Linked DNA regions of Mus musculus: all the other regions are linked to region 1. Evidence: chromatin contacts called from public Hi-C, HiChIP or PLAC-seq and promoter capture Hi-C data. All regions are on one chromosome and are shown on one strand. Each heading gives the region's core, a stretch centred on a gene start, on an enhancer-like site or on the middle of the called end of the contact. The rest is flanking DNA. Distances are from core to core; before and after follow the strand shown.

What was found. Promoter capture Hi-C pulls out the DNA fragments that hold promoters and counts their contacts. A called contact is a pair of places that touch in the nucleus more often than the background predicts. HiChIP or PLAC-seq counts read pairs in DNA pulled down with a chosen protein or histone mark. Capture Hi-C pulls out chosen DNA fragments and counts their contacts.
Region 2: a contact with region 1 is called in a Hi-C map of CD8 T cells, with 7 times the contacts expected there. The contact joins the promoter of Psmg4 here to the promoter of Fars2 in region 1. A contact is called at or near these places in 1 of 39 promoter capture datasets (pre-B cells), 2 of 484 Hi-C or Micro-C datasets (B cells and CD8 T cells) and 1 of 9 other capture datasets (liver).
Region 3: a promoter capture Hi-C map of liver shows a contact between it and region 1, with 2.3 times the contacts expected there. The contact joins the enhancer-like site here to the promoter of Fars2 in region 1. A contact is called at or near these places in 5 of 39 promoter capture datasets (the 3T3-L1 cell line, 3T3-L1-derived adipocytes, liver and 1 more) and 3 of 115 datasets of contacts at active chromatin or transcription factors (embryonic stem cells, kidney and pro-B cells).
Region 4: a promoter capture Hi-C map of hippocampal neurons shows a contact between it and region 1, with 3 times the contacts expected there. The contact joins the enhancer-like site here to the promoter of Fars2 in region 1. A contact is called at or near these places in 6 of 39 promoter capture datasets (the 3T3-L1 cell line, the C10 cell line, hippocampal neurons and 2 more) and 5 of 115 datasets of contacts at active chromatin or transcription factors (astrocytes, embryonic stem cells, epiblast stem cells and 2 more).
Region 5: a contact with region 1 is called in a promoter capture Hi-C map of 3T3-L1-derived adipocytes, with 5 times the contacts expected there. The contact joins the enhancer-like site here to the promoter of Fars2 in region 1. A contact is called at or near these places in 5 of 39 promoter capture datasets (3T3-L1-derived adipocytes, the C10 cell line, cranial neural crest and 1 more) and 4 of 115 datasets of contacts at active chromatin or transcription factors (astrocytes, embryonic stem cells, large pre-B cells and 1 more).
Region 6: a promoter capture Hi-C map of liver shows a contact between it and region 1, with 4 times the contacts expected there. The contact joins the promoter of Prpf4b here to the promoter of Fars2 in region 1. A contact is called at or near these places in 3 of 39 promoter capture datasets (embryonic stem cells, liver and pre-B cells), 5 of 484 Hi-C or Micro-C datasets (CD4 T cells, CD8 T cells, neutrophils and 1 more) and 2 of 9 other capture datasets (adipose tissue and liver).
Region 7: an H3K4me3 HiChIP or PLAC-seq map of embryonic forebrain shows a contact between it and region 1, with 6 times the contacts expected there. The contact joins the enhancer-like site here to the promoter of Fars2 in region 1. A contact is called at or near these places in 16 of 39 promoter capture datasets (the 3T3-L1 cell line, 3T3-L1-derived adipocytes, the C10 cell line and 10 more), 1 of 15 datasets of contacts at CTCF or cohesin (stem cell-derived epiblast-like cells), 13 of 484 Hi-C or Micro-C datasets (the 3T3-L1 cell line, the C2C12 cell line, Sertoli cells and 9 more), 31 of 115 datasets of contacts at active chromatin or transcription factors (DN3 thymocytes, the NIH/3T3 cell line, the SCID.adh cell line and 24 more) and 2 of 9 other capture datasets (liver and macrophages).

The regions. Positions count from the first base shown.
Region 1 is chr13:36,116,276-36,119,006 of GRCm38.p6, forward strand. Fars2 (phenylalanine-tRNA synthetase 2 (mitochondrial)) reads left to right here and starts at 1,368. Exons shown (of 7, transcript NM_024274.3): 1 at 1,368-1,730. Lyrm4 (LYR motif containing 4) reads right to left here and starts at 1,082. Exons shown (of 3, transcript NM_201358.2): 1 at 800-1,082. The coding sequence starts at 885.
Region 2 is chr13:34,161,555-34,164,285 of GRCm38.p6, forward strand. Psmg4 (proteasome (prosome, macropain) assembly chaperone 4) reads left to right here and starts at 1,410. Exons shown (of 3, transcript NM_001101430.2): 1 at 1,410-1,695. The coding sequence starts at 1,522.
Region 3 is chr13:37,940,752-37,943,482 of GRCm38.p6, forward strand. It overlaps Rreb1 (ras responsive element binding protein 1), which reads left to right. Exons shown (of 12, transcript NM_001177869.1): 10 at 792-953. Among named protein-coding and RNA genes, the nearest start is that of Gm52041, 24 kb to the right of the region's middle. Within about 2 kb of position 1,365, at least 34 of the 459 cell types and tissues checked have an H3K27ac peak or open chromatin away from gene starts, as enhancers often do. A contact at or near this core is called in 3T3-L1-derived adipocytes, kidney and liver, where this site is marked.
Region 4 is chr13:37,414,601-37,417,331 of GRCm38.p6, forward strand. It overlaps Ly86 (lymphocyte antigen 86), which reads left to right. Exons shown (of 5, transcript NM_010745.2): 4 at 897-949. Among named protein-coding and RNA genes, the nearest start is that of Gm4035, 19 kb to the right of the region's middle. Within about 2 kb of position 1,336, at least 8 of the 459 cell types and tissues checked have an H3K27ac peak or open chromatin away from gene starts, as enhancers often do. A contact at or near this core is called in hippocampal neurons, where this site is marked.
Region 5 is chr13:37,398,181-37,400,911 of GRCm38.p6, forward strand. The region is part of intron 3 of Ly86 (lymphocyte antigen 86); the gene reads left to right. Among named protein-coding and RNA genes, the nearest start is that of Gm4035, 36 kb to the right of the region's middle. Within about 2 kb of position 1,336, at least 21 of the 459 cell types and tissues checked have an H3K27ac peak or open chromatin away from gene starts, as enhancers often do. A contact at or near this core is called in 3T3-L1-derived adipocytes, where this site is marked.
Region 6 is chr13:34,874,121-34,876,851 of GRCm38.p6, forward strand. Prpf4b (pre-mRNA processing factor 4B) reads left to right here and starts at 1,409. Exons shown (of 15, transcript NM_013830.3): 1 at 1,409-1,574. The coding sequence starts at 1,534. Gm36839 (a long non-coding RNA gene) reads right to left here and starts at 1,120. Exons shown (of 2, transcript XR_382181.1): 1 at 1,049-1,120; 2 at 1-448.
Region 7 is chr13:37,311,398-37,314,128 of GRCm38.p6, forward strand. No RefSeq gene overlaps it. Among named protein-coding and RNA genes, the nearest start is that of Gm40913, 21 kb to the right of the region's middle. RefSeq lists an enhancer at 1-2,413. Within about 2 kb of position 1,319, at least 95 of the 459 cell types and tissues checked have an H3K27ac peak or open chromatin away from gene starts, as enhancers often do. A contact at or near this core is called in the SCID.adh cell line, SST interneurons, bone marrow-derived macrophages and 11 more, where this site is marked.

The sequences.
Region 1 (2,731 bases), core at 118-2,617:
TGTGGCAAGGAAGTATAAGGGACTCATACAAGTAGGGGAATAGGCCAAGCAAGGAAAGAAATGGGGCAGAGTTAAAAATGTAAGTTTTAGTGCATTTAAGTGAGGTGCACGCATAGTAACTCATTAACATACATTTTATAACTTAAAATAAATTTAAGTTTTAAATGTTTTTGAAGAATTGATGCTCCTGTCCTCTTGTTATAGGTCCTAGACTCTAGGATCTAGCAGTAAGATTTCAGTTTGGCGAGGCTGGATAAACTAAGAATTCAGTTTTTAAAGGCTTAGCAACTCATTTTACCTTTAACATGAATATGTAGCCCCTCTCCACCATCCTTTAGTAAGAACGTATCTGATACTTGGAACCAACGTCACGAATTAAAACACTAGTGAAATGAAAGGGGGCCCTAGAGCAAGCCTTCAGTTTTGTGTCCACGTGGTCTAGACTGCCTGCTTCCACTCTTGTAATCTCAAGGCAAGATATAGGTATGCCCTAAGTTTCCTTGTCCTAGCTTCTCACTGGTAGCTTCGCGTTCATCACTTTGTACCGCAGAAACAGGACACTGTTTAATGGTCCTAAAGCCCCTATGTGGGTGTCAGTTCAGGGAAGGTATCCCAGCATTTGAAGGGCAAGTCCTTGGCTCCTCCCCTCCAGGGCTCTGAGGGTCACACCTGGGGGTGGACAGTTGCACGTGCGCGTCATGGGAGTGGAGCCTGTCACTTTCACAGGTTGTGGCCGCCTGATCCGCGACCCCCGCAGACAGAGCTGGGCACCCGATTCCCGGCCCTCCCCCCGGGTCACCTGTAATTGTAGGCGCTGAAATGCTTGCTCTCTCTCATCATCGCCCGGTACAGATCTAAAACTTGTGCGCGGCTGGAGGCTGCCATGTTGAAAATAAACAAAAACAAACAAACCAAAAAACACCCTAACAACAAAACCAAACAGGTCCTTCTTCGTAGAAGCCCCAAGTTTAACTGAACCCAAATGTCAAACGATGCAAAAAAAAAAAAAAAAAAAAAAAAGCACGCTGGAAGGCAGGAGAAGAGAGGCTCCGCCTGGCTCGCGCGCGGCCTGGCTCGCGTCCTGCGCGAGAGGTGGCGCCGCAGGCAGGGCGGCGGGCAGCTAAGGGGTGGCGCCCGTGTCCTGGAGGCTCCGCGTTCCTCACAGGCTCCTCGGGCGGCAGGAGGCCGAGCCGTCCAGCCCCAGGCTCGCTCCTCGGGAGGACAGTCGCGGGCTCGAACACCAGGGCTCAAAGCCTCCTCCGCCTTTCGAACCGCCCGGGGGCGTGGCCGAGATCCCGGTGTCTCCTGACACCACGCCCCCTACACCTGCCTAGGCCCCGTTGCCTGGGTTACGAGCCGCGCTCCCCAGCCCTGCCCCTGCCCGGCTCGGCTGTCTTTGGCGCTGCCTGACCTGCTGTGCACGAAAACGAGGGTGACTTTGCTTTGGATCCGTCTGGTTGGCAGCCTGAGTTTATCAGTGTCATCGTGACTGGGGGACGCAGCGCCAGTGGTGCGGAGGTAACTAGCTGGCGACTTCCTGGCGCACCGGCTTGTCTTTGGGCGAGCGGCTCAAGGGACCTAGGGCCCTGGCCTCTTCCCGTCAAGATGGCGGCGCCCAGCGCGCCCAGCGTCTCGGTAGCCAGAGGTTAAGCTCAGTGACGGCGGAGTGAGTGTGTGGCCGCTTTGCGGACTTCGAAACGCCCGCGTTTGGTTTCCCCGGCGTACGCTGGGTGAGTGCTGGCCTTGCTGCAGAGTAGAGGTGTCAGGTCGCCGACTGTTATGCACTTTGCATTCGGCTGTGACTTCCATTTCCGGGATCTTCACTAAGGGGCTACACTATTTTTTGTTTGTTTACTATTTTTTCTTTCTTTTCTTTTCTGTTTTTTTTTTTTTTTCTTTCCTGTTTTTGAGACGGGGTCTCGTTTTGTAGTCCAGACTGCCCTTGAGCTCCTGGTCACAGATTTCCCGGTGCTGGGATTAAAAGTGTGGGATGCACTACTGTTTTTGTTAAGAGCACGGTTTTGTAGTGCGTAAACATAAATAAACAAACAAGCACATAAATAAATTAGATGTCATGATTAATAAGGGAACCCTTAGGACTTTAGGGGATTTCCTAGACATCATTTCAGACCCAAGGCAAAAAGAGGGTTTTTCTCAGCTTTTAGCTATCACGGACCAGCTTACTAAAGTACTTAAGTTTTTGGGTTGTTCCTTGATCTTAGGACTGTGCGAAGAGAAGCTTCGAATAATTCTGGTTCTTGTGTTTGGAACTCACTCGTTAGTTTTGGAATATTGTTTTATATTAAGATGGTGCAACAAGCCACTACCTGCAAATTCTCTGTCCCTAAATACAGCAAAGAGTCATTTTAACGATAAGACGGAAGTCAATTTACCATGCCTTATCATTTGTTTTGGTGTATCAAGCTTTCATTCTCTATTCGAAACAATCTGTGTTTTTCTGGATCACATGTTTGCAACTTGTTGTCCTTGAATCTAAGTATACCTACTCGTCTTGATGTAGTGGCAATCAAAGGTATTGACGATACAGTGCTTTTATAAAAACACTCTTAAGCCCCTGTTTGATTTTTGTCTTAGTCAAAATAGATTTTTAAATTTCAAATTTAATTTTTAAATAAATGGAACAGAACTTGCCTTTTGTTCCCTTTCTGTTTGTTTGATCAGGTCACTGACTCAAGTTTAATGGGATCCATTAATATTTTGAGTTTTACTT
Region 2 (2,731 bases), core at 160-2,659, 2.0 Mb before region 1:
TCTGGATGCCTCCTGATGAGATCCTCCTGTACCAAATGATGTAAAGCTTGCCCCCCAACTTATTCCTGATTGGCCAATAAAGATGCCTACAGACAAGGCTAGGCAGAACAGAGTGGGTGGAAAAATGGATTCTGGGCTTGGGGTCTGAGATAAGGATGAGGTGGAAGAGAGAGGAAGAAGGAAGGAGGTCACCATGGTGTTGGTAGATCATGGGCACATGGTCAAGAGGACCAGCCTGATGGAGTAGGAATGGCCCAGGCTGAACATGGCCAGTGACATCTCTGGGATCACCATAAGAAAATAGGTAATATAGCATAGAGGGCTGATATCTGCCTAGCTCTAGTGCTTTTAAGCTTATTATAAATCTAAATGTTTCTGTATCTTTTATCTGGTAATGATATGGTCTGAAGTGGGGTAGAAACCCCCAATAGATATTTAAAGGTAACAAGGGGGTGTAGTAACCCCCTCCCCCCAACCCCCAACAATATTAACCACAAAGGCTGGGCTTGTTGCTTTTATAGTAATACCTCAGGAGCTCTATCACAGGAATATTTCCTTTTCCTCAGTGACTTGGGTCTTCCAGACAGGGCCTATCCCCTGATCTCCCATGATATTCCATAATCTATCTCCCTTGGGGACTAAGACATCTCACAGTGGATCCTCGGAGGGTCCCAAACCATACTCAAATCACATCACATTTTAAATCTCAATTTGATCCACTAAGAGTTACAGGAAATTTAAGCAGACTCTTTGCAGTTCCTAGAGTCTCCAAGTCTACTGTAAAAAGCTTGACAAACCGGGCAAGTTTTTACGCCTCTCAACCCACCAAGGGACTCATTCCAAACACTTTAGTGTCCCAGTAATTAAAATTAAAGGGTCCCAGGGCAGATATATCACCACCCTCCACAGGGCTTCCCTCTCTCACATTCTTTCTCAAATCTTAAAGGCTCCCTACTCATATTTCCATTTTGTACTCGAGGAAAGAGAGACAGAGAAGTTAAAGGGTTAGATCAAGACCCGAGCTTTACATGATAGCAGCTCAGGGTGTGCCTGCCTGTCTCTGAAGACCCTGTCCTCCCGCCATGGTCTATGCAGTTCTTTTTTACAGCTTTCTCCCAGGATCATTGCTGTTAAATTATGTTAGCTAGGTTAGAGACTTGCAGAGGTGGGCCTGGGAGGTGGTGGCTGCTAAAGCGCTCAAATTGTGTCCGTGTCTGGGCAAAGGAAGATGCTGAGAGTGGTTTCAGTCCACTAACATGCGCTCCTGGGAAGAAGGAAAAAGGACAGAGGTAGTTCAGTGGGTTCCTAGAGATCGCTGGCAGACTCCTAGGCGAGGCTGAAGGTACCAGGCTAGAGCAGGCGGAGGCCCTGTTCTAGGCCCCGCCCACTCATGCTCGCCCCACCCCACCTCGGCGCGCGCATCTGAAAGTGAAAGAGCGTTCCGCTTTTCGGAGCTCGCTCTCTCTGGTCTGGGAGCCCGCGCCTGCCCGGTCTCGGTGCTGTGGCCCGGTGGCTGGCGGGATGGAGGAGTCTCGGGCCGCTGCGGACGCGGACGTGTCGCTTCACAACTTCAGTGCAAGGCTGTGGGAGCAGCTGGTCCACTTTCATGTCATGCGGCTGACGGATTCGCTCTTCCTGTGGGTGGGAGCAACGCCGCATCTACGCAACCTCGCAGTGGCCATGTGCAGCCGCTACGTGAGTGTGGGCGGGGCCAGGAACTTGATGGCGATCTGGGGGCGGGGCCTAGCCGTAGTTGGGGGTGGGGTTGGGGGGACCGGTGGACCTCAAGGTGAAGGATCTGGGGTAGAGGGTGGGGACCGCTAAGAAGGGTTTGGGAGGAGAGAGACCAGTGGGAGTGAGGCTGGTCGCATGCGGCCCTGAGAGACATTCTTGAGGAGCTTCAGTGTGCCCTGGGGTCCTATTCTGAACACCTCAGGCTGGAGTCTCCTAGGGCTGCTTCTTGACTTGCGGGAACCCCGGAGTCAACCCACACGTGGACCACCTTAAAGGGAACTCATCCCAGCCCCTGAGCTCTGAGCTCACCAGAACATCGGCTCTCCTTGCACCAGCTTCCTGACATGTGCGCGTGCTACGTTTTACATTTTACATTGGGTTTAGACAACTTTTGTATTGAACTTGGAGCTTAGATTTGAGTGTCTGATAGGTACTTGACCAACAAACTCAAACCTTCCCCTTCTGTGACCTTTCATCTCTGTATGGGCAACTCTACCTATTCTGAGTGCTCTCTGGCTGTCTTTGGCCTTTCTTTCTCTCACAGGTCACGTGCCCAGAGCCTCTCCATCTCCAGGATAGGGGGTTGAATCCAAAGCTTTGCATGTGCTATGCAAATGCTCCACCACTGAGTTAAACTGCCTGTCCTCATCTCTTCCTTGAACACACCACTCATATTGGATGAAGGACTTACCTTACCCTCGGATGAGCTCACTTTGTGTGGGGGGCACATGCATATATATGCACCCAAATTTAGGAACATGCATGCACGTATGCATGCATACCATACACACTACATATAAGCAAAAAGATAAAACAATAAGATAGATCAGGGATTGCCATTCCTCTGCTAAAGACCCTTTGAGATGAATTCAGAGTATGATACTGAGTTTCTAGTGATCCCCACAGGGCCTGTTGCTTCTTAGTGTTCTTCCCTGCCCAGTTATTCCAGTAGTACTGGCCTCTGAAGTTTTAGTGATATAAGGTGAGGTTAGTGTCT
Region 3 (2,731 bases), core at 115-2,614, 1.8 Mb after region 1:
TTTTGAAACACAATGTTTACAATGCAAATAAATGAAGGATATAAGCAGGCCAAAGCAGAAACCTCCCCTGGGACAGAAAGAGGGCTTCTCCTGCCAACGCATCATCACCGTGTTTGTAGTGCTGGCCTAGGGTTTGGGCTGGCCTTGCTCGTGCCTCTGTGGAGCAGAGTACATAGCCTGATGCACACTTGCCTGTGTTGGTCACTCCCTTAGCCCATACAAAGGAAGAATGAAAACCTGGGAACCATGAATCTTGTTGCTTGCCACACTAGAGGGAGGCTCACTCTGACTTCTCAATATGGGCCTTGAAGGTTGCCTCCCATTGGGAGACTTGAGCCTGCTCCCCCCCTCCCCCGCCCTCCCCCCTCCCCCCTACACACACGCCCAGGTCCATCTCCTCACCCTCTCAGTTCTACCTGCCAGGCTATCCAGTAGTGCTTTTTCTCTGGTTCATTTAGGTATTGCTTGCTGTGCCTTAGAAATGTTGTGGTGTTAACAGTTTTTATTGTCTTGCTTCAAACACATGTATCTTGGTTTCATTGTTAACTTATTTTTAGTCTCTTGATGACAACTCCTTCCATTACATGAAGGCTAAGGGAAAATGATTATTTTAGTCATTGTCTCTCAGTTTCTGTTTCTTTTTGTTAAGTATGTTTCTCTTATTTTCTTAAAAGGAAAGGGTGGAGGGTTGAACAAATGCCAGCAATCCCAGAAGAGTAAATCAAAAGCAACTTTTCTTTTTCATTGCAGTAGAAAGCCAGATAAATGCGTATTTTTTTTTCCTGCTTCAGGTCAGAAACCCTTCCCTTGTCAAAAATGCGATGCCTTCTTTTCTACCAAATCTAACTGTGAGCGGCACCAGTTGCGCAAACACGGAGTTACCACCTGCTCCCTGAGAAGAAACGGGCTTATTCCCCCAAAAGAGAGTGATGTTGGATCCCATGATAGCACAGGTAGAAACTCTAGGTGATGGAGAACCAGAGAGAGGAGGGTGCTCCCCAGAACTCGGTTAAGGCTGTGTAAGCTGGGGCGGAGCACTGAGCAGCTACAGCTCAGGGGGCCTAGCCCCTGCCGAGACTGTGTGAGCTGGGGAAACAGTGTCAGTGCCCCAGGGGACTTTGCAGCTGCCAGGGGGGGATCCAGCACCTTCCTTCCTAAAATTGCCATTGCTCTGATCCTGGAAGATAGGATGAGCCGGATATTGTGCGCTTTCGGCTCCTGACTTAAACCCCTGAAGGAAACACGAAGCTCTGAAGTCTGGGGGACCCAGATCCTGCAGCTTTCGTGAGCAGCCCTTGCCCAGTGGACTCAGTACTGCAAGAACTGTGGCCCTCCAAGCTTTTAGTTGGGAGGCGGGTTGAGGCGGGGCAAGGCGGGGCTTTTCTTCTCAATAACTCCTCCCTGTATAAATCTGTCCTTGTTTGAGACAGCACTGTGCATGTCCTTCTTAATCACAACTCTGCTTGACCTGTCCGGGTATTATGCTCCTGTGCTGATGTGTGCCTCCTCCCTCGGCCCTTACAGAGTAATTAACGCTGCTCCGTTCCTTTTCTGCCCGCTGCCCCCATCACCTTCTGTATTTACTCAAGTCCTCTATTTAATACACTTCCATGGTCTAACTGCTAGAGTTTGCTAGCCCTACCAAAACACACCGTACAAAAAAGTAAGCTGCCTCAGGCCACTTGGTAGCAGTAGCAGGGAGGGCATTGCACACACAGGCTTCAGGCTCCGTGGGTGTTGAAAGTTAGCGTTTGCCCATTTCTGGGATCCAAGCCAGCCTCTAATGTGTTCATCTAGGGTTGCAGTTGTCTCTCGTGACTTCTCAAACTTTGGTGGGATGGAGTGCTGTGTAGTTTGGAGAGTGGCACCCTGAACCTAGGAGTCAGTGTGGATAGAGTGACAGTCATTGATTCCAACCCCTGACCCCCTTGTCCTGACCTCAGTGTTGACACATCACAGTGGACTGGCTATCTGGGAGAGCTGACCCCAGTGGGTAAGACACCTTTACCCTTCCCACCACACTGCTTATTCAGACCAGTGAGAGCAATGGAATGCCTTGGGCTTGCTGGGTCCTTCTGCCCAGGTTAGACCCTCTTGTTCGGGCAAGAATGCCACAGCTGGTTTGCTAACCACACTGCACCCCCAACCCCCAACTTCTATTTCCACACAATTCCCTAGGATCTGGGAGTGAGGACAGGTAGCCTGCAATGGTTGAGTCCCTGTGAGCTAAGCCTGATCCGCTTCCCAAGCGGCTGGAAGCCCAAGGCACTGCAGCAGCTGTCTTTGCCACAGACCATCCTGATAATGTTTAACCATCATTGCCACAGTACCCATTAGACTGGAACATTTTCTTACAGCCTGCTTTACAGAAAGGTCCTGTGATTCTCCCCAAACCAGTTCAAAAGGGAAGGCAGCTGACAGGGGGGGGGGTGCTTTGGGGTGGGAACCCATGTCCTCAGAAGAGTCTCAGGCACTGTACCCTGCTCATCCAGGAGGCTGTTCACAGGAACTCTGCTGACGCCAGAGCTCGGTCAGAATTTATGGTTTGAGCTTAGCTTTGGCACAAGTGTTAGCCTGTGGGCGTATTTATTTTTTAAGTTTACAATTACAGGTTTTCTTTTTCCAAGGCCCTGCCCCAGAAGTTATATAGATTTTCTTAAAGGCACAAAGCCTCTTAGAAAAGAACTATCAAAGAGAGAAGTGTTTGGTTTAATTGTAGATACAGCCCATG
Region 4 (2,731 bases), core at 86-2,585, 1.3 Mb after region 1:
ATTATCATCAAGGTGGGAGCATGGCAGCATCCAGGCAAGCATGTTGCAAGCAGAGTTGAGAGTTCTGCATCTTGATCCAAAGGTAGAAAGGAGGAGACTGGCTTCCAGGCAACTAAGATGAGGGTCTTAAAGCCCATGCCCACAGTGACACACTTCCTCCAACAAAGCCGCACCTACTCCAAGGCCACACCTCCATAGTGCCACTCCCTGGGCCAAGCTTATTCAAACCACCACCAAGTATGATGACCAGGAAGACAACCACCATTATGCTAGGAACCTGAATCCTTTGCTTTTCTTTTCTTGAAAAGAGGACAGCTGATAATCCACTGTCTTCGGTGTGTCCGGACATAGTGAAAATGATGCCATGTGGCTCCTTCAGCAATAAGTAGTAACAGACACTGTATTTAGAGAAGAGAACAAAACAAAACCAAAAGTGACTACAACCCAGCCCTTACCTGTATCACAAGTATTGGGTGTTTCTCCTGGAACTATTGCAGTGTCTTTGAGTTTCTGGCCACAGATCTCAAAACATTTCACCCTGTATTTCCAGCACCAGTCTAGACTCTTGACCTCTCAGTCAGCCAGGGTCTTTCCACGACCTGCTTGCTTCCTTCCCACACTTCTCACTATCTGGACAGTGCTCCATCCAGAAGTTTCTGTACCGTCAGCCTCATCACTGGGAAGCAAGAAACATGTACATGGGCAGAGACTATTGTTCATCAACACCTGAGATCCATTTGAAGTCAGGAAATTAAAGCTTTTATATCAATGGCTACTCTTATTTTATTATCCAGACTTGATCTACGTCTCTACGGCCACAGATGATATGATAACCTTATTTGGAGGGTTGTTTTAAATGAATGAATAACATTATCTGTGATCTATATATTTTTCAGAACAGATATACTATGCCGGCCCTGTCAATAACCCTGGACTTGATGTTCCACAGGTAAGGTTTCTTGTTTTGTGTTGTTGTGTATTATTGTGTTGAAGAGTTGATTTTAAACTCTTGGAGGAGAAAAAAAAAGAGAAAGAGGAGAAGGAAAAGGAAAAGGAGAAGGGGGAAGAAGAGGAGGAGGCAAAGAAGAAGAGAACTAGACTTACATAATTGAAAGTGTCGGCACATGCCACAGTTAGGAGGCATGCTAACAAATGCTAACATAGTTAGGAGGCATGCTAACACACTGACTTTGATGCTTCATGATCCTTTCAGTTGAACCAGAACAAAACCTACTGGAGTTGAAATTCTGGCATCTTGTCCACAGGATCAGGGTTGTGTGGGGGAACTCCATATGGCTAGTGTTGTGTGGGGTGTGTAGGAGGCAACTAGCTTCTGGCAATCTAGAGAAAGGAGAGTTTACAAAATCCCAAAGGTTTCAATGTCCCACTGGTTACCATGCCACACTATGACTGCCAAGCTGGGATGTGGGTCTGCTTCTGTTTACTGTACAATGTATAAAGAACAGGGATGGGGAGATAGCTCAGCTGGGAAAGGGCAAACCTAAGGATCTGAGTTTGATCTCCAGAGCCCATGTTAGGAAATCCAGATGAGACAGTATAGGCTTATAATCCAAGTGCTGGAGAAGCAGAAGCAGGCAGGCTCCTGGGACCTGCGGGCCAGCCAGCCTAGGGGGTTTCAGCTCAGTGAGAGATGCTGACTCAGAAAAAAAAAAGGAAAAAGTTAGATGACACACGAGGAGTGACACCCACGATTGTCCTTGGCCTCCACAGGCATGTGCACACACAATTATATGTGTTCCACGTGCACATGCATCTGCACACACAAACATGACCACATGACACATGTGGCCAAAGAATAAAGGCATAAACCCAGCCCATCCCTCCAGAGTCTGGGATATCCAGGGTAAAAAGGGGGCACATCTAGGGTCTCCTTGCTGGTGAGGACTTTGCAACATCCTAAGTCAGCACATTAGGGGACACAAATCAGGACATTCAAGGATAAAGGAGTCAAATTTTTTTATAACGCACCCACTCCCAAGAAAACCCATTACTCCTTAATCTATTAGTCCATAAATGAATGAATCCACTCACAAGGGCAGATCTCTTTTAAAGATCCCACATCTTCTGATCTCACGCTGGGGATTGCGTCAACAGACTTTATAGCAGGGACAGTCAAGCCAAAGCATTGTGGCCCATCCTGAGCATCCACGAGCAAGACTCAAAGCCAAGACGAGGATTTCCTGGAACATCATAAAAATGTCATTGCTCACACATCCTGCTTTCAGCTTCATCTTTTCAGGCCTCTGAAACATGAAGGAAAGACACTGTCTCCTGCATAAGGTGTCTCCTCTGCTCAGTTTCAGTTCTAAGTTTCTTTCCCTCCTGTCCCACCCTGTGAGCTCCGAAATCACAGAGTCCTGAACAGACCCAGTTTGGTTTCCACAGGAATCCTTCTCACACCTGGAATCTCTCTCCCTCCCTCTCCAGAAGTCTCCAATGATCTTCTCCTGCCTTTCTGTGAAAGGCACAACTTCTTCCAGGAAGGGAAACTCAATCTCTCCCTGGAGGAACTCTCCCAGGGAGCTTTTTCTTCACATCGTTGCTACTTGAATGTTTTTCCCCTCCTCGTTTTTCTCCTGATACCCCACTAGAGACTGATGTAATAATTGCTATCAATTGGATTTCATTTTGCCTTGCTGGCTTTTTACAATCAGCTACCCTTCCCAATCCCTATACAATGAAGGCACAGTCAGGGGAGGGAGGGCTCTTA
Region 5 (2,731 bases), core at 86-2,585, 1.3 Mb after region 1:
CATGACAGGTCCAAAGTGAGAGATGCTGTAAATCTAAATGCCTCATTTCTATATTGATTATATGCTTTAAAAAAGGTAATATTTTAAATTACTGAGTTAAACAACATATTTTGCTAATCTTACTTTTTTCCTTCTCATTTTTTAAATATGGCCACCTGAAAAGCTTAAGTGGCCCATGTGACTCATGTATTTCTGTCAATGTTGACCCAGAATTTCATTGTCCAGCAAAATAATCACAAGACATACATGGTCATTCAAAACTGTTTTTTAAAGTAAATTAAAACCTGCACTGGCCACAGTATAAGCTCTTATGGCCACAGGGGGTTGGTGGCAGTCATATTTGATGGGATCTTTGCAAAATGTCCTACCAGGCAAATCTGACCTACTGCTTCATACTGTTTTGTATTGCTTGTAATTGTCTATCCTGAACTCGTTGGTATAGCTTGCATTAGAAATCTCACTCCCTGGCCCAGTTCAAACCCTAATATTTTCTCTTGGGCTCAAATCCTAGAATATGTTTGTGTCATGGTGCTAAAGTGCCCCTTTGGGGAAGCTACCACTCATGGCCCCATCTCAGGCTGACTACCTGGGTCCTCCTCCCTTTAATCCAAGACCTCTGTAATGTCTTCCTACTGCTGCTGTAACAAGTTGTCGTGGAATGTGCAGTTCATAGCACTGGTTTGTTCTCTTGGAGTCTGAATGCCACGAATCTAAATCCCAAGTATCTGGAGAGCTGTATGCCTTTGGAAGCTTAGGGAAGTCGCTCTCTTACCCAGTTAGTCTCTGGCTGTTGTGTTCCTTGGCTCCTCTCCATGCTCTGCCTCCATCTATACATGACCTCTCCTCTTTCCCCTCAGATCCTTCTTCCCTCTCATTTTCTAGTCCATCTAGGTAACCCAGGGCCACCTCCCCATTCCAAAATCCTAATTAGAGATTACATCTGCAAAGTCCCTTTTGACACGTGAGATGGCATAATATTCACAGGATCTCTGGGGACCAGGATGTAGCCATCTGTGAGTGACCATTGCTGCCTATGCAACTATTACTGAGAAAAGAACAGGTTTTGGGTTTTGTTTTGTTTTGTTTTTCTGATTTCTGCTGGCCATGTCAAGAGTCCAAGTAGCTACATATAATCCAAAGGAGCCTCGAGCTCCTTGTGTTTTTGATTAAAATGACCTTGTGAAAACCAAACCGCCATGAACTCCCTAGACCATACGCTTGCCCACATGCCCAGAGCAAGATATGAGTTTTTCTGTTCGGAGGTCAGATCATTGCTTCATATCAAAGCTTCGTCTCACTGGGACATGACTGTCACTGTTTCTCAACTTTATAACCACCCCTATTTGGCATAGCCTTTACCCAGAAGAGAACCAGTGCGGCCAGAAGTCAACGACTCATGTGTTGAAACCATTCCTACTTCAAAACCGGCTTGCTGTTGAAAATGAAAAGACTGGCAATGACCACATTGCTAAACCACTGGAGAGGCATGAGGGGAAGGCTGTGATTAATCCAACCCAGGAGAAGTCTTATTTGATAATTTTGTAATGATTCGTTGCAATCTCACAGGGGATGGTTCTGAGCTGTCAGTAACATTAGATTTCCCTAGTCAATGAAATCCCACAAGGGGGTCAGAAGTCTGGCTGCATGCGGAGGGGAAGATTTCAAAGTAGAACTCGCTGAGCCAAAATGAAAATAATTCATCTAGAGGAAAAGTAACCACGGTGGCTGGACAGCTATGGACTCTAAAGTAGGGCTGTGGTTTTCACAAAGAAGACCATAAGTATTCCCAGGGCACCTTACCCTACAAACAGCCAGCGGGTATTAGCTGGGGTGTAATTGAGCTGATAGCATGCACATCTAGCATACACAAGGCCCTAGGTTAGATCCTTAGCACAACATAAATCAGGTGTGGTAGCACAGACCTGAAACCCCAGCACATGGGAGGTGGACACAAAAGGATCAGAAGTTCAAAGCCATCCTTAGCCACAAAGTGAGGTCAAGAAAACCTCTCTCAAAAACAATTAAAATTAAAAATAATTCCCCTCTCTCCCTCTCTCTCCCTCCCCCTCTCTCTCTCTCCCTCTCTCCCTCCCTCCCTCTCTCCCTCTCTCTCTGCCACCATCTCCTCCCAAAGTATGAGGCTCTGAGAACTCACAAGCACAATTCAAGGCCTAAAAATTCTTTTTCCTGGTTTTTGCCTTAAAACTCCAGATCATTCCAACATAATCTGTAGACAAGGTATCCTGTCATCAGGAGGAGGTCCAAATTAATCAACAGCTGAGTCTCCTGAACCAGCACCAGCTCACCCGTGGTGTGTGGGCTGGGTAGGCTTTTTATCTACTTTACACAAGTTAGATGAATCTGAGAGAAGGGAACCTCAATTGAGAAAATGCCTCTATAAGATCTGCCTGTAAGCAAGCCTGTGGGGTATTTTCTTGACTAATGATTGATGTGGACAGACCCAGTCTGCTGTGGGCAATGCTACTCATAGGCAGGTGGTCCTGGGTCATATAAGAAAGCAGACTGAGCAAGCTATAGGAAACAATCCAGTAAGCAGCACTATTCTATGGCCTTCCATTAGTTCCTGCTTCTAGGTTCCTGGTCTGCTTGGGTTCTTGTCCTGACTCCCTTAGGATGGATTGTTACCTAGAAGTATAAAATGAAACAAACCCTCTCCTCCCCAAGTTGTTTTGAGTCGTAGTGTTTCATCATAGCAATTGGAACCTAAGAC
Region 6 (2,731 bases), core at 159-2,658, 1.2 Mb before region 1:
CACAGATGGTAGGAAAAGATGAAACGTTCACAAAGACACGCTTGCCTCCAAAGCCTCAACTTTTTGCATTGTCTGCCGGCGCCGTGGTCTCCACGGTGTCACCGAACAAGGCGGACCTCTACTTGAGGGATCTTGGGGTACGCTCAGACGCAATCTTGGCAAGCCGCTGTGCTGACGTTGCCGCAGAGGAGAGGTCGGGGCTGAGATCGGGAGGCGGAGACCAGCTGAGCTGGAGCAGGGAACTGGGAGGGCCTCCCCATAGCTGCCCGCCGCAGTTCTAACGCCACAACCACCGCCCGCAGCTTTGAACACGCCCACGCTTTCTTCTGGCCACCAGCACGCATGCGTCTCTCCGGCTGGCCAAAAGACTTCCGGGAAGCTGGTTCCGCTGTGCAGAGCTCACTTCCGTCCTGATCCGCGGAAACTGCGGCTATGGGTCGGGCGGTTCCTTTACCAGGGCCCCGAAGAGGAAAAAAAAAAAAAAAAAAAAAAAAACCCAAGGAATTGTAATTGTCTGGTCTGTCACTTTGTAAACGTTTCCTGCACGAGTAAGCTAATGTTTCAATATCTGCTAACAGTAACAGCTTGGGATGCCTTTAGGCATCGATTTCGCTCTCCAATTCGTAATAGCGTGGAAATGAACTTGGGTGAAAAAGAAAATCTTCCATGGAAAAGTTTTCCAGCACCAGCTCCTTTAGAAGTGCTTTATTTATTTTATTTTTTATTTATTTATTTTTTGGTTTTTCGAGACAGGGTTTCTCTGTGTAGCCCTGGCTGTCCTGGAACTCACTCTGTAGACCAGGCTGGCCTCGAACTCAGATCCGCCTGCCTCTACCTCCCGAGTGCTGGGATTAAAGGCGTGCGCCACCACTGCCCGACAAGAGCATTTTTATTACATTTATTTTGTGTGTCCGGGCTTAGAAGTGCTTTATTTTACTCTGTGAAGAATGGTGTCTGTAAATCGGAAATCGGTCTTATTTCAGTATCACCATTATCTCCAACGTATTCCTCCCAGAAACAGAAAACTTAATTCCCATATAAAGCATACCATAAAGAACAGAAGGTCAAAAGGGGACCTGGCAGATATTCTGGCTGTTTAAATTAGGCCAGGTCTACGAGCTCTCCGCTAGCCAATCAGCAACAAGGAGAGACACAGCAGGTTTCACCCACTACTGGATCACATGGAGAATCAGCTCTCAGCAATGCACCCGACCCCTTTCTTTGCTGCTGTCTCCAGCAGGTCCCTACACTTACACACTTACACACTCACACTTACACACATAACCAGCGCTCTAAGTGAATCAGGCCTTCTTCTCCCCACGGCCCGCCCCCTAGCCCCGGAAGTTACGTTCCGCGCCCCGCCCCCGGACGCCGAGTTTTTCTATCCGGATTCTTAGCGCGGACTCCCGAGTGCCGCTTTTCTCTACGTGCTCCGCACATGCGCGGCTGCCTGTCCCTTCTTCCTCCGCTTCCACTGGCGTCCACGGTTCGCCGAGCCGCCGCCAGCATCGCGGAGGAGTCGGGAAGTTCAAGATGGCCGCCACGGAGCCCCCGTCCCTGCGGGAGCAAGCTGAGTAAGTGCACCGCGCGGGTGTGTCGGAGCTGGGCCTCCAGGCCGGCAATGCGGGGGACGGCGGCGGCGGCGACCTGCGCGACGGGCGGGAAAGTTCAGGCCTAACGGCGACAGCCAAACTTTGCCTTGCCGCGCGCCGTGGGTGGTGCGGCGGGAGGCGTGGGAGCGGCCTGGGCTTTGCTGCCGGTGGGGCCGCGGCTGTTGAGGTGCCGGCAGCGCGGCCTGCTGTCCGTCGTTGCCCCGGGAGGCGGCGGCACGAGCGGCCTCTACAGGTCCAGTTAGCGTGGTGGCTGCTGCTGCCCTGAGGTCGCGCCTTCCTGCACCTCCCTGGGGGACCGTGGAGCTCTCCGATCTCAACCCTCGGTGATCTCCTTCCCTAAAGAGACCCGAGGAATAGTGGCGGCCGGCAGGCTAAGCCCCGCTTTCCTAACGCATATGCTATCCTTGCGATCCTGCTGATGGTAAAAGCAGAGACGGGGGTGCTAGGGTCACACTTTTGACTGTCCCGGAAATTGTGCTAGCGAAGTCCTTTGCCCTTTACTCTTCCTTCCAACCACAACCCGGTATTTCTCTGTCCATTGGTAGCTTATTTCTAACTTTCAAACTTGAGGCAAAGTAAGGTAGACTACCTGGGTTTTGAGGCCTGGCAGTTTTTTGCCCTAGTTTGTTTTTGCCTTTAGGAAGGGACATGGGAGAAGTATTAGGAATCGTTGCTACTTCTAAATCATTCTAATCTGTGTTTTTAATTAAGCGACTATAGAAGTATTTGAAGCCAAGAGAACACATCCTTGAATAAGCAAAAGGACTAGCTGTTGCTTAAAGAAGAGCAGTGTTTTGTTTCCCACGTTTATGCGAGGAAAGCTTAACTTTAAAGAGAATACCACTGAAGACTGGGTGGCAACAGCAACCCCCCCCACCCCCCACCCCCCAGTTACATCTGCATTATCTATGTTTTCAGCCTGTTTAGGAAAGTGTTTGATACCGTTTCCAGCAACTTGTGACAGATAGCTTGGTTTCTTTGCTGAGAATCTAGTTTGGGGTTCCCCTGTCATTTACTTTACTCAGCTTGACAGAGAATTTGTTTTTATTAAGTATGCTTGAAAGTTGCATTGTGGTTGTGACAATTGGGCTTAGCAGAGAACAGATAGGATTTTAAGA
Region 7 (2,731 bases), core at 69-2,568, 1.2 Mb after region 1:
TTTGTGAGTTTATCCCCGCAGATCCCTGCAAACTCCTGGAGGTCAGAGCTGAGCACCTCTGTGTTCCTTTTTCCAGGCAGGTTGTCTACACATGCTATTAAACTAGACAGGCGCTCTTCCTCATCCCTCCTTTCCCACTCGCCCAATGCTCAGAAATCAAACAAAGCCAGAGGGACCAGGACACGCCCTGGAGGAGCAGGAGGGGACCTGGGACCAGCTTCTCCTGTCTATCAGTAATTAGAGCGGTGGGGGAGGGGCTGCCCTTGGCACAGACAGGTCCTTAAAGGCTGCTGCCCCAGAAACTGCCTTCAGATCGACAGCCAAGGGAATCGCGATGAAAAATTCATCAGCTTCTTACTTTCCGCGGCCCAGCTGCGCCTAGCAGATGACCTCGGCGGGGACAAGCCCGCTGTGAGACACCGTCTGGTCGCTTCGAGGGGGCCAGCCCAGGCCTGCCGGGGAGCACTGCACCGCTGGGCTTTGTGCGTGCGCCATGAGCACGCGCCTATGAGGCCTAGAAGTACCACCGAGGTTTGACTGCTGGGGACCAGAGACAGTCATCGGACCTTTTGGTGCAAGCTACTGGGAGCCAGAGTGTCACTCTCTAGCAGGCGCCTGCGGTCCATCTTGCCCATCATACACTGTCCTACACAAGGCGCGACCTACTAGTGGAAGCAATACCAATTGGGTGGGCACCTGGGATCGTGGAAGCCCTGTAAGCTATAAAACTTCTAACCCTGGAGACTGGTCATCCTAACTAGACCTTACTTTCATGCCACCACCTCCCACCTTTGCTGGCCCCAAGCTGCCTCCTGAAGTTCTGGATGGGGTAGGTTCTCTTGAGCTGGGGTGGCCTGGGAGGATGACAGAGATCCAGTTGGGGAAATGCTACTGAGTTGCAGGTTTCTGGAGGCCTCTCCAGCCCCTGCCATCTGGGCACTGCACAGACAGACGCTGCGTGGGTCCCTAGAGCTTGCCACCTCCGCGCCACACTGCCAGCCATGCCGCTGCGGCTGCAGAAAAGCCTCACGTCCGAGATTGCTGGACCGTGGGTGGGGGTAGGGAGCGCAAAGCGAGACTAGGCGCGGGAGGCGGGGGAGCGGGGGGCCACTCCTGGACTCTGAATTTTAAAGTTGTTTTCTTGCAATCACACTTTAATATGCACCGATGTCTGGTCTGCGGACCACGCAATGTAGTGAGATGCCATGTTGGCCTCTTTGGAATCCGCAGTAGGTTTTTTTGTGCTGTTCTGCTGGGGAATCAAATGTGGTGATTAGGGAAGTTTTATATTCAGGTCAGGCTTTCCCAGGACTAGAGAATGTACTACAACTTAGGCCAACATCGCCATCTGGTGGTATCATCGAGGGACTCGAGCAGGTGTGGGGAGACCAGAGGAATGATGTCATGGTCTGCAATTTTTTTCTTGAGGGGCGGGATGCTGGCTGGCTGCGGATCTAGTATTGCCTGATGCATTGTTTCTCGGATTTGGGGTTTTGCTGTTATTCACAGGTGAATCACCAAGTAAGCAAGGGTCCTTCCTAAAACTAATACCTTACATTTCACCCCATTGCAGAATTGAATTTAAACCTAAAAGACCCAATGGCTTTGACAGTCTTGAAGCAGGACTCCTTATGTGATCTTTCCTGGGTCCGTCTAAGTTGTTCACTTGACAGCCCCTCCCCGAGGTGTTTCTCCCTCCGGAATTCAACTGCAGAATCATCTGTGTGTTCAGAGCCCGCTTGCATTCTTCTGAGTTTCCATTCCTTCAAGACTAAGGAACAGGCTTCACACTGCCTATAAGCATAGGGTCCCATCTTCAGAGGCATCTCCCTGGCTCCCTTAGTCACTCCTCTGTTCTTTGCTTTACCAGATCTGGATAGAAAAGCCAGCTCCCTTGCTCCTCTGTACTTCTGTCCTCAGCATCCCTCAACACTTTGCCCCTCACCTTAGCTCTAGCCAACAACTGACAGCAAGCACCATTCTGCCTTGCCCCTCGTCCCACCCAAGGCTAAGAAGAAAGGGTGGCCTGAGGTCGCTGAGTGGGCTGGCTGCACATTGAAGGTTCAGGTGAGACCGCAGTGCCGCTTGATGGTGAGCCGGCGTTGATTCCTGCACTGCAGATCTTCTCAGTTTCTTCTCCTCTTTAGCTTTGTGTCTGTACAATACTTGGCTAGTTCAGAAGCAGATCCTCCCACTTTCCAGACACTCTTGCTCCTCAATGTTGCCTCTTCTACCTTAAAGTAGTTGTGTCACTGCCTGGCCTTTTATTCTCTCTTACTTCGGAGGAGGAAAAACAAGAAAACAAAAACACAAAACAAAACAAAACAAAAAAAACCTTTCATCTTTTGCAAACCCTGTGTATCTGCTTTTACCTGCAACACAAACTACTGCCTGCAAGTAAACAGGGGTGGGGAAGAAGAAGCCCCTAAGAAAATGTACAGAAAGAATGGCTACTAGCATTCTCAGAAGAATGGATAAAAATACTGAATGCATTTTATATATGTGTGTGTGTACAAGAATAAATATATATATGACTATATATGTGAATACATATTGTATACACAAGAAAGGGAATAGTAAGAAGACAGAAAGGGGATTTTTAAAAGTTTTAAATGCTAGTAACAATGAAAGATTGAAAAATGTAACATTTCACATAAGCTTCCCAGAAATTCCAATAAAAGGCAAAAAAAAAAAAAAAAGATTGACCAATTTTTATCCAAGAAAAGAGAAA